Regions from separate parts of the Sus scrofa genome. Here all the other regions are linked to region 1. Evidence: chromatin contacts called from public HiChIP or PLAC-seq data. All regions are on one chromosome and are shown on one strand. The core of a region is the stretch at or near the end of the contact, and the rest is flanking DNA. Distances in the headings are between cores, read along the strand shown. Region 1 holds the start of APMAP (adipocyte plasma membrane-associated protein). Region 2 holds the start of ACSS1 (acetyl-coenzyme A synthetase 2-like, mitochondrial). Region 3 holds the start of CST7 (cystatin F).

Region 1 (2,960 bases), core at 256-2,755:
CACAGGAAAGCCAAGAAAATGTCTTAAATAAATAGTGCAGAAGGCCCCCAGGGAAAGACCAGCAGCAGGTGAGAACTTAGGACTAACCCTGCCATTGAGGAAGAAATCCCCACAGAGAAAGTGAAAAACAAGTGAATTAACTCTGCTCCTTGCCCTGAGGCCTGGAGCACCCCACACACACACACCCCAAAACAGGTCTCCTCCGGTGCTCTCTGCCCTGCAGGTCCCAACAGACAGGCTTGGGCCAGCTGTTCCCGACTCCTGGGTACTAGAGTATGGCAATGTCCTGTTTGAAGTCTCTGGAGCACAGCACTGCCAGTCCATGCATGTTTGTTTTAAAGGCTCCTCAGTTATCAGCAGATGATTTCACAACACCCACAGTCAAAAGAGTGACCAATTTGTCCTGGTTTGCCCGGGGTTGGCACTGAAAGTTCTACATCCTTAAAACCTCTGAGTCCAAGGCAAACTGGGATGGCTGGTCCTCCTACAGTAAGGACTGTACGTGGAGCCTATTTCCAACCCTTCCTCTGGCCCCAGGACTCATATTACTGAAAAATCCTGTCAATGGCATTTCTAGAGCCAACACTCCTCTCTGCTATGGTGCTCCTTCAAACGTGTTCATCTTATTATCGTCAGTGAATAAATTCAGTCTTCCTTGGCAAAAACTGTCCTGCATTCAGTATACACCACCCCCAGTGGCACCTCAGAAAATACTGCCAATAGTTCTAATAACATGTAAGTCAATCAGTTCCACCCTTTAAATTCGGTCTATGTGGGCCCTCTTGCCCCTTAAAAAAAAAAAAAAAAAAAAAAAAAATTCAAAGTTACCACACTCAGGGCACGAAGCTAAAAAGAGAATTTTAATACTTTCCAAGGCTTAGGCTTCAGTTTTTAACTAACAAAGCAAAGCACATTTAAACTCCGGAAGGCTGGGAGAAGAAGAGGAGGCCAAAGGCCAGGGATTTCTTGTATTAGGCACCGATACTACAGCGCCCTCGGCATCTCCGACCCTACTGGGAAAACGTGCAAGGCTGGACTCTCACAGAAACTGTCCACACGTCCCCTCTGCTCGCGGCTCTTTCTGAAGACGCGGCGAGAAAGGCAGGTGCGGAAGCCGTTCTCCGCGGCCCCGGGCGGCTCCGCGGGCGTCCCTGAGGGAAAGTGCAACCGGGCCGGGGGCAAGGGGGCCCGGGGGCTGGGCAGTGACGCGGCGACCGGCCGAAAGGCCGCAGGTGCACGCGCGGCAGGAACCCGCTTCCTCCCTTGAAGAGAGGCAGCCAGGGATTAAGCGAGGCGTTCGCCACGGTCGCTGCCTCGGAGTCAGGCCCCGCTCCGAGCCCAGCCTACCTGCCGTCCTTGGCCTCTGGGGCCCGGCCGTCATCCGTGACCACCTGCGGCCGCAGGGGCCGGCGCTGCCGCAGCCCATCCGCCTCGCTCATGGTACCAGTGGGACTGCTACCCGAGGGCCGCGCCGCCCGCCTCCTACCCGGCGCACGGAAGTGACGCAGAAGGCCCCACCTCCCCAGGAGAGCGCGGAAGTGACGAGAGTCCAGCCCCTTCCGGCCGCCAGGGCGGGCGCGGCTGCGAGGCACTTCCCGGCAAGTTTGCTCCCGCACACTTTGCAGCCAGCGGCCTTTGGGGCCAGGGCAGCCGTGTTCTCGACCCCCCGGCCCTTCACGTCCTGTCCGACCGCGGCGCGGTGCCCACGCCGGCAGAAGGGACGTGGCCCCACTAGGGGGCTGTTTCGAACCGATGGGGTTACGGGAAAAGGGCCGCCGCCCATGTTCGCCTTTGTGACTGTCAAGCCTACGTTCGACAGTTTGTACGCGTGTGGACGGAGCTGTCTCCGGATAAGTGGACAGAGCCCAGGGCCGTGCACCCGACGGGCCCCCGAGCTCCTCCGAGAAGATCCAGGTCGTCGTGGACAGCTGTGGGGTTTGATGAGCCCTTGGCCGAAGAGGCCATCGGGCTTGTGAGGGCGTCCAGCAGTGACAGAGCTGAAGGTGGGTGGGTTCGGGAAGACACGGGAGGAGGCTTTCTCGGCAGGGAAACCGGGTCATATTACTGTACACCGTCTCCAAAGAAGGTGCTGCAAGTGAAGCCCTGAGAGTCGACTTCTGTGCTGCGCTGGAAGGCGTCCCAGGCGAGCATGCCACGGCCTTTCTGGATGCTGGAGAGCATTGGACTCCCACCTCACTGCCTGCCCCGGCTGGGGGAATGAGGCGTCCCTGTGAAAAGCAGCCACTACTCTTCGGGATCTGGCCCCTTCCTGCCCTGAACTCGGGATTCAGACACTCAGGATTGCTTGCTATTGATAATTCTATGCCTCCCTGGCTTTGTCCACCTTACTCTTTGTGGCAATGCTTTCTGTAACAGCTCTGCTTGGCCAAAACTTTTTATCTCTCAGAATCCACTTTATTTGCTGAAAATCCTTCCCCTGATGTCATAGGCAGGATATCTTCCTTGTTTCTAAGGTACTTTCCACATGCGCCAATTATGGAACTCAGCCTGTTGTAGCCAGGAACATACCTGTACACGAAAATAATAAGTGAGGTTTATTGAACTTGCTGCAGCAAAGGAATGCGCCAGGGCTCGTGTGAGTCTCCTCAAAAGGCTCGTGGAAGGGCCCTCCTGAGATCTGGGACTGGAGTTAGCTGTAGACTGCCTAGGCAGGGATGGGTCAGGATCGGTCACCGGGAGAGTCCCTTGAGAGCAGTGGTCCTGTCTCAGAGGACATGCTCTGCCACATTTGTGTTGCCCAGCCCAGTTTAGTCTACTAAAACTGTGTGTGTCATGGTCAGGCCCACTTTGCTAGCTGTGCTTTGTTTCCTTCCAGTGCCCCAACCCTGTCTCCAACCTAGCTGCCATCCAGTTACTGGCAGGGGGATGGGACCACCAAGATTGATATGACTGGGTATCTTAATCTTCAGCACTGCTGACAGTTTGGGACAGACGAGTCC
Region 2 (2,960 bases), core at 236-2,735, 45 kb after region 1:
ATGAAAAAAAAATCTGGTCCAAAGTTCTCTTAAGTGTCTCTGTTTGAAAAATAACTGAAAGATACTAGCTATTATTTTACGGCTATTTCTGAATTTTATGAGTTAAAATTACTACTATTTATTAATCGCCAATAAGTGCTGGGACCGGTCCATACTTCTGCGTACTTTGTCCTTACAACCAGCCCCTTCAGGTGGGCATTACCACCCCCAGTCTACCCAGGAGGAGACTGAGGCTCAGAGGTACAGAGCAACTGGGCCAGTAGATGGTGGAGCCTGGGAGACTCAGACCCCCACTTCCCAATTCAGGCCTTGGTCATGAAGACCTACAGTTCCTTTCCTCAAACAACCCAGACCCCACTTACCTTTCCCCGTTCCCCTCTGACCACCCTGCCCGGCTGCCCACACCCAGGCCAGACCTTGCCAGGCTGGCCGCAGCCTTAGTTCCCGGGCCTTCTCCCCTAGCTGGGCTGGGGAAGGGGTTACTCTCCCCTCTACCCGATCCCAAATCCTGACAGCGCGTGGCGGGATTCAGTCTCTGCAGAGACCCGAGGACTGACGGGCAGTGGAGCTGGTTTCTGGGGTCCCAAACGCACCGGGACTAAAGCCAGCGCCGTGGGTCTTCCGGGCGAAGGTGAAACTGAGAACTGGGAGGCCCCACCACTGCTTCCTTCCCGGCTGCGAGCCGATTCCGGCTACGGGTCGATTCTGGCTACTGGCGGGGCTCTCCTCCTCGGCCACCCGCCACAGCTCGATTTGTTTACACGGGCAGGGCTGCTCCCCAAGCGAGTCGCCGGCCCGCACCTGGCGGTGGCAACAGCCAAAAGCTTCTCGGTGCTATCTCCCGCCGGGACGGGAGCAGGAAGTCCGGCTCCGGGGTCCCCGCGCCCTCCACCCCCGCTCGGCGCAGGCGTCTCACTGCCTCCCGCGGGCGCGCACGGCATGGGGCGCCGGGACCCCGTTCAACGTGGGGGGTGCCGGCCGGGTGGCAGGGGAGTGGGCCGGGCTGGGCCGGTGGGTGGGGGCGGGGTGACGGCGCCGCACGCCCGAACGCTGAGGAGGGGGCGAGTGCGGCAGCCGTCGCCGAGCTCGGGCGCCAGGGTCCCCGAGCCCACTCACCGGACACATTTAACTGGCCTCCCAGGAACCAGCCGATCTTGCCGCTGCGGAAGTCGCAGTCGCTCACCGTGTGGTAGGGGGTGTCCCACACGAGCACGTCCTTCGCCAGCGGCCCCCAGAAGGCGGCCGGCTCGCGCGCGGCCAGCGCGATCCGCTCCTGATAAGAGCCGGGCGGCGCGGCGGGGGCGCTGCTCCAGAGACGGGGGACCCCGGGGCCCCGAGCCCCCACCCCGCGAAGGCCGCCCAGGAGCCGCCCGACGCCGCAGCCCAAGCAACGGGCAGCCATCGCGCCTCAGAGCCCCTCGCGGCTGTGGCGACCCAGCCCTCGCGCGCCCGCGCCCCGCTTCGGCCCCGCCCCGCCTCCCGCCCCGCCCCGCCCCCCGCCCCTCCTGTCTGAAGCTGCCTCCCGACACTCCCCGCCCCCGCTCCGCCTCTGACCACCGCCCCCCCCTCCGCCCTGCCCTGTCCCACCCCTCTTCACCCCACGCAGAGCTGGGCTGCGAAGGGAGGTGGAGCCCCTGTGGAAGTGGAGTTGGGAGCGCGGCGGCGGAGGGGGTCCCCTGCCGGGCTGCCGGGGTTTCAGTTGATGCGTCCCCGACGAGTTCCGACGGCTGCGCCGTTTTGTCAACCGCAGATCTGCGCGGGCAATGCAGGCTCTCCTGGGAGCTGGAAACCGTCGCGGGTGGGAGGGAGCCGGCACAGATGTTAGTGACCCGCGGAGCGAGGCGCACAAGTTGCTCCAAGGACCACTCGTCAGGTTTGGTCGGTTCAGCATCTCAGAGGCTGAGAGCAAAGTGTTCATCCCTTTGTGGGGCCTCGAGATTGAATGCTTGAGCGGCCTGGGTGGCCTGTACGCCTTCCCCCAAAACATACACAAGTAGTCCCCGTGGGCTAAGTGGGCTGGTCAGGGGTCCTCGGACCAGGAGACTGTAAGACCTTGGGTCTGGGATCTGGTGCTTTTATACAGCAGAGAAGCAAACATTCCACCAGCCATGATTGATTTGGAACCGTGGGAGTTCTCAAGCGCAGCTCCAGCATCTGTGGCCTGAGGTCAAAATCTGAAGTTTCTAGCTCTGTATCCCGGGACCAGTTCCTTAACCCCTCTGTGCCTACACCGACTCCACTACTGAGTTCCCTGGTTACCCCTTCCAGGCTGCACATTTCAGACGCCGACTCGTTTATTCTTTAAGCAGCCCTGGGGAGGTAAACAAAAGTAATGTCTCCCTGGGGGGAGGAGGGTCTCCCAGGGGACCCAGTAGTGAAGGCTGTGTTCCTGTTGTCAAGCTGGGAAAGATAGTGGGAAACCCACAGAAACTTGTGGCAACTAGACTCTTAAATATTACAACAAGCACACAAAGTAAACATGTAATGTAAACAGAAGGGAGAGGGGATTTTTGAAAACTGGTTGGTCGAGTGCTTTGGGTTTAGCATAGATCCCTTCCTGTTAGCAGTAGGAGGTATTTGTGCTGTCAGTCAGCCCCAGCACGTGTGCCTGTGTGCCTGTGTGTGTGTGTGTGTGTGTGTGTGCTCACCCTCCTGCTACTGCTTTTTAAGGCTGGGAAACCAGTGATAACAGCTAGCACTAGACATGGGTCCTGCTCTGTGCTGAGCATTTACTTGCAATTTTTACTTAATTTAAAAATTATCTGGTTCTGGACTTTCCGTGTGGCTCACGACATAACTATTCAGCATTGCTTCTACAGTGGCTGTGGCTCAACCCCTGGCTCAGGAACTTCCATATGCCACAGGTGCTTTAAAAAAAAAATTATCTAGTGCTATCAAGTGCTGCCAACTCTCAACTCTCAAGTGGAACAAGGGACTCACTGAGCAGAGAGAAATAAACA
Region 3 (2,960 bases), core at 252-2,751, 37 kb before region 1:
CTCTCCCACCCCCGCCATGACCCCCCTAAGAACCACTCTTCCCCAGAGAGGGCAGAGGGCAGCTGAAATCCATCGCCATCACTGCAAATGTGGGGAATGGAGCAGGGGGGCCACCAGCCTGGGAAAAGTCAGACGGGACCAGTTTTTTTCTTGGGTCGTGGCGCCACCGTGTGGACAAAGTCTGCTCGCCACCCAGCCCAGAAGAGGGTGTTTTGCCCCACCATTCAGACCACCACCACCATGGATTTTAGAAAATAAAGTAAAAGGCAAAAGATTTATGCGATCTGAAGAGGAAGATAATATAAGAAAGGGAATATAGGAGTTCCCGTCGTGGCGCAGTGGTTAACGAATCCAACTAGGAACCATGAGGTTGCGGGTTCGGTCCCTGCCCTTGCTCAGTGGGTTAACGATCCGGCGTTGCTGTGAGCTGTGGTGTAGGTTGCAGACGCGGCTCTGGTGCAGGCCGGTGGCTACAGCTCCGATTGGACCCCTAGCCTGGGAATCTCCACATGCCGCAGGAGCATCTCTAGAAAAGGCAAAAAGACCAAAAAAAAGAAAGAAAGAAAAGAAAAAGCACACGCAGAACACAAGGGTCAGAAGCCCATCGGATAATCCTCTGCCGGGGCAACTGGAGCTCATGTTTCTTCTGTACATTGTTTAGATGCATACGAGTCATACACACACACACCCAGGCTCCTCCAGAGGTCCCACATGCTGCTCTGCAAGGCTCCACGTGCCTTTGCTGACAGTCCTGCTAGATGATGTGTCAGCACACTTGGGCCACCCTCAGAGTCCCCATGGCCAAGCTGGCATCTGCAAGCAGGCCAGTGCCTGTGTGGCTGGCACAGACTGCTCCAGGTTCAGGGCCCTGGGCCTGGGAGGCTGGGGGGTGGCGGGGTGGAGGTGGTGACGGTGGGTATGACCATGGCCACAGTGCTGGGCCTGGGCCACAGCTCTGCAGAGCTCCGCACAACTTCTCATCCCCTTGTGCCTTAGTTTCCTGGACTCACACAATGTTGTAATTCCCTACACGATGGTGGGGGATTAAAGAAACAGCGAGAAAAGTGCCCGGCATACAGTTAAGTGCTGTCAACACACCCTCTCACTATCACCACCCGTTCATACCACCAAGACAATCTCCTGCAGGGGGCCACTCGGACCCCAGAATCTGGGCCTAGGGAGCTCACCCTTTTCACCTTTTAGAGAAGGAACCCCCAGTACTTGTGCTTCCTAAAATCCCTGCTCATTTTTCTGCTATAATGTCTCTTCCATGTGTTCTAAGGGTAGAAAATCGCAGGGTTTGCTCATAGCTCTCACCTCTTCCTCCTGCCCTGCAAATAATTGCTGTTTGGAAACTTTTACAAAGGAAGCGGTTTACTTTGTAGCCAAGGGATGTGGAGGTGAAGAGCTTCTGGCCAAAACGACTCAACAAAAAACCACTATCCCCCACCCCCTTGGCAGGCGGTTCATTGGGCGGGGCTCCCCCACCACCTCGCGCCCAGCACACACCGCCCTGGGCACAGCCATGCGTCCTGCCAGGGTGCTGCTGGCCGTCTGCACCCTGGTCCTGGTTGCCACCGGGGGCCCTTCACAAGGTAAGAGGGGGTCTCCCGCTGCCTGGGTGCCGTGAGCTTACCCCCAACCCTCCCCCATTCCTGAGGCACATTAGGTTCCATGGGACCCCACAACAGCTGCCTTTGTGGGGAGCAGCCTTGGGGGAGACTGGGGACCTGGGGACCAGGGAAATATCTTCTGCCCCCTGCTATTCTTGGGGCCTGTGGGGGTCCTGAGAACCATCCAGCAGCAGCAGAGGGAGGGACCCCGTGGCCCCTCCACAGCTATAGAACACAGGGTAGCGGTCAGGCCGATTCTATTTGATGGCGCATCCTTCCTGCCTCCGCTGCTGTCCTGTCACTTGGCTCACAGGGATCCTAAGCCTTCATCTTTCCCACCAGGCCGGCGCTGGGGGTTGGGGCTGGGGGAGGAAGGAAGCTGCCACCTGTGGGCCAGGAAATGAGGCACAGAGAGGTTAGGTGACTTGCCCAGTCACACAGCCCATGAGGACCTGCCCTCACATGCACTAGGAAGCTGGTGCCTGGCACTGAAGTGACCAGCGGAAGGGGGAGGGGCCAAGCGGCAGTTGGTATCTATCTTACTCCCTTGTCAAAGGGGGCTGGAGCCTGGCCACAGGCTATAGGTGGGGAGCGCCGAGGCAGGACCAGTGACCTGGGACACCGAGGGTAGGTGACCCAGCCTCGGGCCTTGTCTGTGGCGCAAGTGGCTTGGAGGCCCGTCCGGTGGTCAAGCAGAGACAGCAGCTCTGCTGGGCCCAAGTCTGCCCCCACCTCCGCCCTCCTCTTGAGAGCGGGTTCCAGAGCCTTCCTTGGGGGCAGGGAATAGGGGCCGCTGTGTCACCACCTGGCCTATCCACCCCTGGTGCTAAACCGCACTGACCTGCATGTGGGGCCCAGCAGCCTCCGTCCCTGCCCATCAGAACCTAGGAAATTGCTACATCGATTTCTTCAGCCTTTGCCTTCGGTTGAAAATGGAAAGCCCTTCTTCCTCAACCTGACCAGGAAGCCCCCCAGCCAGGCTCACACGGCCCATCTTCCCACCACAGGCCACCTGGGCACGACCTGGGTCCAGCACCATCGGTCACCAAAGGCAGGAGCTGGGAGCGTCCAGCGACCACTGACCACAGGGGAGGTCTTGGCATGGGGGCCACTGACCCCCCTCTGCATTTGGAGACTTTTCCCAGCATGGACCCATTTGACCCCAAAGCTCCCACTGCAGCCATTCTGCCTATTTGATCTTTGATGATCATGACACTAGTGCATGTTCTTTGTGGGCCAGTGCCATCATCACCCTGTTACACAGATGAGAAGGCTCAGAGAGGCCAAGCAGTTTCACCGAGATGGCACAGCCACTGAGAGACAGAGCTGGGATGCAGACTCGGGGCA

The links. HiChIP or PLAC-seq counts read pairs in DNA pulled down with a chosen protein or histone mark.
Region 2: an H3K27ac HiChIP or PLAC-seq map of skeletal muscle shows a contact between it and region 1. The contact joins the promoter of ACSS1 here to the promoter of APMAP in region 1. A contact is called at or near these places in 2 of 5 promoter capture datasets (fetal liver and liver), 26 of 47 Hi-C or Micro-C datasets (adipocytes, alveolar macrophages, blood and 15 more) and 2 of 2 datasets of contacts at active chromatin or transcription factors (alveolar macrophages and skeletal muscle).
Region 3: a contact with region 1 is called in an H3K27ac HiChIP or PLAC-seq map of alveolar macrophages. The contact joins the promoter of CST7 here to the promoter of APMAP in region 1. A contact is called at or near these places in 1 of 5 promoter capture datasets (liver) and 2 of 2 datasets of contacts at active chromatin or transcription factors (alveolar macrophages and skeletal muscle).

What each region holds. Positions count from the first base shown.
Region 1 is chr17:30,793,497-30,796,456 of Sscrofa11.1, forward strand. APMAP (adipocyte plasma membrane-associated protein) reads right to left here and starts at 1,506. Exons shown (of 9, transcript XM_001927087.7): 1 at 1,348-1,506. The coding sequence starts at 1,439.
Region 2 is chr17:30,838,314-30,841,273 of Sscrofa11.1, forward strand. ACSS1 (acetyl-coenzyme A synthetase 2-like, mitochondrial) reads right to left here and starts at 1,486. Exons shown (of 14, transcript XM_001927113.6): 1 at 1,117-1,486. The coding sequence starts at 1,402.
Region 3 is chr17:30,756,499-30,759,458 of Sscrofa11.1, forward strand. It overlaps CST7 (cystatin F), which reads left to right and starts at 1,502. Exons shown (of 4, transcript NM_001243310.2): 1 at 1,502-1,595. The coding sequence starts at 1,526.